2 separate regions of the Podarcis muralis genome follow, and region 2 is linked to region 1. The links are chromatin contacts, called in public Hi-C maps. All regions are on one chromosome and are shown on one strand. The core of a region is the stretch at or near the end of the contact, and the rest is flanking DNA. Distances in the headings are between cores, read along the strand shown. Region 1 holds the start of BLZF1 (basic leucine zipper nuclear factor 1). Region 2 holds the start of TIPRL (TOR signaling pathway regulator).

Evidence for each region. Hi-C and Micro-C count contacts between places; a contact is called where the count stands out from the background.
Region 2: a contact with region 1 is called in a Hi-C map of tail, with 2.3 times the contacts expected there. The contact joins the promoter of TIPRL here to the promoter of BLZF1 in region 1. A contact is called at or near these places in 2 of 3 Hi-C or Micro-C datasets (blood and tail).

The regions. Positions count from the first base shown.
Region 1 is chr4:34,112,096-34,115,547 of rPodMur119.hap1.1, reverse strand. It overlaps BLZF1 (basic leucine zipper nuclear factor 1), which reads left to right and starts at 1,783. Exons shown (of 8, transcript XM_077927169.1): 1 at 1,783-1,935. NME7 (NME/NM23 family member 7) reads right to left here and starts at 979. Exons shown (of 12, transcript XM_028726613.2): 1 at 819-979. The coding sequence starts at 821.
Region 2 is chr4:34,503,930-34,507,485 of rPodMur119.hap1.1, reverse strand. TIPRL (TOR signaling pathway regulator) reads left to right here and starts at 1,476. Exons shown (of 7, transcript XM_028726619.2): 1 at 1,476-1,726; 2 at 2,756-2,935; 3 at 3,494-3,556. The coding sequence starts at 1,626. LOC144327489 (a long non-coding RNA gene) reads right to left here and starts at 1,399. Exons shown (of 2, transcript XR_013392551.1): 1 at 1,310-1,399; 2 at 1-141.

The sequences.
Region 1 (3,452 bases), core at 534-3,033:
GGAGTCCAACACCACATGGAGGACCACAAAATCCTCCCCCCCCCCCCCCATGGTACAGTGGTTAAACTGTTAGGCTAGGAACAAGAAGGGCCAAGCTCTAAACACTTGAAGTTCTGAATACTTGAAGGAGCGTCTCCACCTCCATCGTTCTGCCCGGACACTGAGGTCCAGCGCCGAGGGCCTTCTGGCGATTTCCTCACTACAAGAAGCCAAGTTACAGGGAACCAGGCAGAGGGCCTTCTCGGTGGTGGCACCCGCCCTGTGGAACGCCCTCCCATCAGATGTCAAAGAGAAAAATAACTACCAAACTTTTAGAAGGCAGCCCTGTTTAGGGAAGCTTTTAATGTTTATTGTATTTTAGTGTTCTGTTGGAAGCTGCCAGATTCTGGAAACCCAGCCAGATGGGAGGGGTATTATTAAATTATTATTATTATTATTATTACACCACCACTCAGCCATGGGCTTTCCTGGGTGGCGTTGGGCCTGTCACTCATCCCCAGCCTAGCCTACCTCACAGGGTTGCTGTGAGGATAAAATGAGGGAGAAGAATAACAGCGGCCACTGCCTTGAGCTTCTCAGAAGAAAGGCAGGATGTAAATAAATGTAATCAGTGACGTCACAACACATCCCCCCCCCAAAAAAAATCACCCCCACTGAGGAGCTATTAAGCACCATTTCTTCGCTAACATACCATCCCTCAATGGGAGTCACTGCAGAAGCATTATATACACACACACACACACACACACACACACACACACACACACACACGGCGACTAGCTAATGCATCATTCCAACCCCCCCACCCCGGAACTCACCATGGTACCGTCCTCGCCTGCCCTTCACGCTCCTCTGCCTCAGCCCAAGCAGCACCAGCTCCCTCCAACAACAAAACGGTCCAGCTCTGCCCGCTCGCCAACCAAAACCGCTTCTTAGCAACCGAAGCCACGCCTCTTTCCCGGCGCGCGCATAGGACGCGGGGGTGAAAATAAACTTCCGTTGAAAGGGGGAAACCGCCATCGGCGGTGACTCACGATTGGCTCAGAGTAAGCGCCGCTCTAGGCCTCGACGGTAGATAGAGCCAGGCTATTACTCCCCACTGAAATACGGAGCGCAACATAAGCGGACGTCATCGCTGTGAAGTTGCACCGAAGCGTAGAGATAGGAAATTGCAGAGTAAACAAATGCGCACTTCTCTCGCGGTCATGCCTCATAAATTCTTTTTGAAGCTCCCGCTCCCGCTTCACCTTCCTATACCAAGTGACAGCTGCCCATGAGGGGAGGGGGGTAGAGAAATGTGGAATAGAATCATATAGCTGGAAGGGGGGTCCTTAGGGTCATCTAGTCCAACCCTCTGCAATGCAGGCATCTCAACATGCGGTGCCCCATCTAATTTGAAACCGTACTGGACACTGCTTAGCTTTGCAAATGGGATTGAAGTTTATTGTTGCCTTTCTGCCAAGGAAATAAGTCTTGAGTTAGAAAAGAGAACAAACTCTTTGCTAATACATTTATATTATATTATATTATATTATATTATATTATATTATATTATATTATATTATATTATATTATATTATATTATATTATTATATTATATTATATTATATTATATTATATTATATTATATTATATTATACTATACTATACTATACTATATTATAGGCAGGGGAGAGGGATGTCACTCAAATCAACGGTACACTAAAACCCGGGGCTTCCCAACTGGTTTTGTTAGGGGGGCTCTCGCGTCGTGGGAAGGTCGTGGAGTTCGAAAGCAATCCGGAAGTTAACCTCTGTGCGCCAGTCTATTAGATATGCCTCTATATGCGGAAGTCAATAGAGCGGAAGTTGATTAGAGAAGGCGGACGAGTGAGAGATGGCGAGGGAGTGAGAGGGGCGACAAGGGAAACTACTCGCAAGTAATCCGGGCCGCTGGTAAGTCGAGGGAGTGTTGTGCGGTGCGGGGGCGGCCTGGGCGGCTGCGGGTGGGAGGAAACTATGACATTTCACGCGTTGTTAAATTCCCTCGTAGCGAAGCAACCTGCTGCTCATAGCTGTCAACTTTCAGATTTGAAAATAAGGGATCAACAGCCTAGAAAATAAGGGATCAGTAGCCTCACCTGTCCCGGGGACAGTCTACGGGATAACTAACAATCCGGGATAGCAGCTGGAAAGGTTGACAGCTATGCTGCTGCTGCATTTCCCAAACTGCCCATCCTGGGAAGTAGATCTCATCGAAAGTGTACTGCGGGGTAGCCAGAATCGTTTTTTTCTCATTCGGGCGTAGTACTGTGCCACAGTGTATATTGCATAGCAGATGTTGGCAGAAGGTGGATCGGGATCTACCGGGAGGCTTCTGGGTGGGCTTGTTTTTTGTTGGTTTTTTGTTTCATAAAATTTATACACCTCTTGGCTGTAAACAAGGGGGGGGGATCAAAGCGGTTTGCAAAAGATGAAATCAAGGGGGGGAATACCCTACTTTAAAAACATGCAAAAGTTAAAATACTCAAACAGATTAAAATTACCTCAGCTTTCCAAACATCTGGGTAGGCTTGTCTAAACAGGAATGTTTTTAGCAGGCGTGGAAAAGATGGGTGAGGATTTCTGACTCCCAACTGTTTTAAGAATGACAACCAAATGCCAAATTATGGTGCTGAAGTGGGGACTGGGAGAGACTTGGGAGCAGAGATCAGTGTGTGAGGATTGTGAGCTCACTTCAGTTCTAGTGCTCAAAACAAATTCACAGGGTCAGAATTTTTAATTTTGAAACGCATGTCGTTTTCACTTGGCTCAAGCTGGTGGAGGGTTTTTAGTAAAAGTGGATCCTGCAGGACTGACATCTGTCCTACCCAGTAAATTCAAATGGGACTAATTCACAGGTAAATGTGCATAGGAGTGTAGGCTTCCAGTGAGATGAGGCTGAAGGGATTTAAGATACAAAGTGAAAATCTGACACACTTGCTGAATTTGTGGTAGCACACAGCCTGTGGAAGAAGCATCATCCTATTGCTTCTTTGCAGGTAAAGAATTTTATCTCTAGTATAGGACACTACAACTTAGTTTCTGAGTTTCCAGTGCACAATTTCTGCCTCTTTGGGTTTGTCAGTTATTAACAATGCCAAAACTGTAAGACTCTAGACAACAGCTTCAAGGGCCAGTTTCTGATGGGTGAAAAGACCTGTCATGAGGCAGGATGGGGAAAAGAAGTAACTTGGCTAGCCTGATTCTGAACATGTTTGTTCAAATTAAACCCCCTCAGTTCTGTGGAAGTTGCTGCCTAAGTATGATTAGCGTTGCAGCCTTAGTCAACTTCCTGTTTCAAAATAATAGTCTCACTGTGTCTTAAGTTTTTGTGTCTCACCAATCTATGGTGTTGGGCCAATCCAGAGCTGGTGCAGTGTTTGAAAGTAACCTCTTCGTCTCTCTTTACATTTTGCCCAACTGTATGGGTA
Region 2 (3,556 bases), core at 227-2,726, 390 kb before region 1:
CCAATAAGCTTGTCCTCTCAGTGACGTCTATGCTGGCTTGGTCACATCCGCAGAATGGAAGATGGCAGGATCCCCAAGGACGTGCTCCACAGGGAGCTGGCTTCAGGCACTAGGCCGGTTAGCAGATCAACTCTGTTACGTCTGCAAATGTGACATGAAGGGTGGCAACATTAACCATGCCCTGTGTGAATCCCCTGCAGACAACCACAGTGCCTAGAGAAAGACAGGTTGTGTATCTACAGCAGTGGCAGCGGTTCTCAACTTGTGGGTCCCCAGATGTTGTTGGACTACAACTCCCAGCATCCCTGAGCTCTGGCTTTGCTAGCTAGGGGTTGTATGGGATGGGAGTTGTAGTCCAACAACATCTGGGGGCCCACAGGTTGAGAAAGGCTGAACTAGAGGGAGAGTAACTACTGGGAGGAGCACAAAGAGAAGCAACACAATGGTGCGCCTATAGTAGCATAACCAGAAGCCTTCATCTACCCCACTTGCAACAAAACATATCTCTCCTGTATCAGTCTCTACAGCCACAGGAGGCACTGTGACTCTGCAACTGTTTTGACTTTACCAGCTAAGGTGCACTCTTCCACTGTCTCCTGAGACCGACAGATGCCAACAACAACATGATTTATACAACGTAAAAATAAGGACCTAGTGCATTCATTGGCCAGACTACTAAATAGTGAGAGCAAATTTAGTTCTTAGTGCTCAGTTGGGTATCATTCTGACTGCGTTTATATCTTGCAAGAGCTAGAGGTTTGTTGTTAAATGAAAACTAAAAATTCAGACAAGGTGCGTTTGAATTTCCTCCAGGGAGTCAGGTCCTCCTGTGGCTACAGGGCTGCATAAAAAGCAGATATTCAACAGATGCAACCCCCATGTCTCCATAAGGGGAAGACTGCACCAATTGAAGTTGTGCCTGCAACACAGCCTTTAAAGGCATGGGAGCCTGTCTACCACTTTTTTTAAAAAACAAAACAAAACCCTGTGCATCTTTTGGGTAGACACAACGATTCTGTCGAAAACATTGCACCTGTGGGTTACATACACTCCCGGGATATTTCAAAACTACACAGCAGGTAGAAAATGAACGGTCATCACTTTAAGCATGTCACTTTCTGTTTAATTTCTGCTTTCTCTGAGGCTTTGGAGAGGGCAGAAACTCCGCACCCACCAACCCGGTGTAACCCCTGCGAAGAAAACAAACGAGCCTCTCATCCTTGTTTAGTCTCTTTTGCCCTTTGCATGGGATTTGGGGGAAAGGGGGCGCAACTATTTCAAGCGCCTCGTCGACAAAGGGCCTCCTTACTTGAGTTTCCCCACGGATTCACATGCATTTGCCCCGCACATGGGAGACGGCACCGACTTCAACCAAGAACCGGAAATGTTACTAGCGAAAGACTGCAGCCTCTTTGCAAAGCACATGTGATGAACCCGGAAGCGGAAACAGGGTTCTTTCTGTTTCCGGTGGCGGCTGTTTGGGGGAGGGGAGAAAAAAAGCAACAATAGACCCCGCTACTAATTCCTCCGACGGCTCCTTTTCGGGGCTTTCCTCCTGGAAGGGTGTCCGGAAGTCGCTCCCTCTCCCGCTTCGCCCTCTCTATGCTACTTCCATCGCCGCCAACATGATGCCCGTATTCAAGAGCAGCCGGAGAGACTTCACTTTCGGGCCGTGGAAGCTGACGGCCGCTCGGACCCACATCATCAAGTCGTCGGAGGCCGAGAGGTGCGAGGCGGGGGGCGGGGATGCTAGGGAACACTGTCGCCAGAGCCTTCGCTTCTGGGTCGGCCGAGCCCTTCAGGTTGCAGCGGGCCAATTCGGATGGCCGGCGGCTTTTATTGATGGGATTTCAATGAAAACAAGCCCGGAAATCTCCCTGGGCGACTGAAACGTAAAGTGACCCCCCCCCCCCGACCGACAGCCTTTTCCATTTTCCTAAAAATCCCACCTGAGCCCAAGTGTGCAGAAAGCAAATGCTTTGCAGGAGGGCGGGGATGCTTTTAAGGTTTCTGAACCGGCATGCTGTTTTAAGTGATCAAGTTACAAGTGGTACCTCGGGTTACATACGCTTCAGGTTACAGACTCCGCTAACCCAGAAATAGTGCTTCAGGTTAAGAACTTTGCTTCAGGATGAGAACAGAAATCATGCTCCGGCGGTGCAGCAGCAGCAGGAGGCCCCATTAGCTAAAGTGGTGCTTCAGGTTAAGAACAGTTTCAGGTTAAGAACGGACCTCCGGAATGAATTAAGTACTTAACCCGAGGTACCACTGTGTAAGGTTTCTGCCAGACGACTAAGTCCTCTGATCAATCAGATCATATACACCTCACCAGTTATTTGTAAGTGATATGTTTGTAGTTTACTTTCTTGCTTTCTATGGGCTGCTTCACGTGCTGCTACGTTTGTGGCAAATCCTCTTGTTAAATGCTAACGTTGTTCTGACAAGTGTATTTGTGGTGCCCATGTGCTGTGAAGGTATTGTGGTAAATTGCGACCTCCAGTGAATTAACCTCTTGCGGTCTAGCTGGGGACTTATGAGACAGACCAAAAATGAAAGGAACATACATGTTTGGGGAAGCTTAGACTCTCCAGAGCTAATTTCATCTTAAATAAGCACAGCTGATTCAGTGTTACTATATTTGGAATTAGATGTGGCATATTGTAATATTCTTCAGAACAAATTATGTCTCTGTTTTAAATTATGTGGTTAGTGTGAAATAATTCCAAAGTGACATACCTTTTTTGTTTCCATGCAGATTAGCTGAAGAACTACACATTCCTTGTGTTCCAGAAATGATGTTTGGAGACAATGTCTTAAGAATTCAACATGAATCTCTCTTTGGAATAGAGTTCAATGCAACTGATGCCTTAAGATGTGTAAATAGCACTCAAGGCATGGTTAAAGTTGCCTGTGCAGAGGAGTGGCAAGAAAGCAGGTAATAAGATATAAGATTAATCTAATCTAATATGACAAATTAATACGTTCAGCTACTTTGGAGCAATATCTTAGATTTTTACTTTTTATGTCACCCACTTGAGATGTAACCTGGATAAATGCTTAATGCTTGTCACTTTCTCCCTTAACATAAATAACATATTATTGTACATTTTCTCTTTCCCTCGACTCACGGTTTTTGAGATCGTGATGTAAGGGAACCACCCACTAACAGTGTCTCATATGCTTATTACTTCTTGTGTCCACAACTTTAGTTATGATGAAATAGTTTTCTGACATTTCTGCTTGCTAATACAGATGTGCTAGCCAACAACTTTGAGCAAAAACTTGAGCAAAAAAATTTATATGATTTCTGATCTAGAATAAACAAAACTGATATTGTACAGCTAATAATTTTATGTCAATCTTCAGCATCTCTAGGAATTTGCAAATATACAGGCGACATTTCCATAGCCTCTATAAAAAACTGGGTCTATCTGTAAAGATCCTTTGGTTCTGAATCTGACATTCTACATAGTTGTGTATCTTTTTCCTTAAGGTCTGAGCCTGAGCACACAAAAGAAGTTGTTAAACCATATGACTGGACCTATACAACAGATTA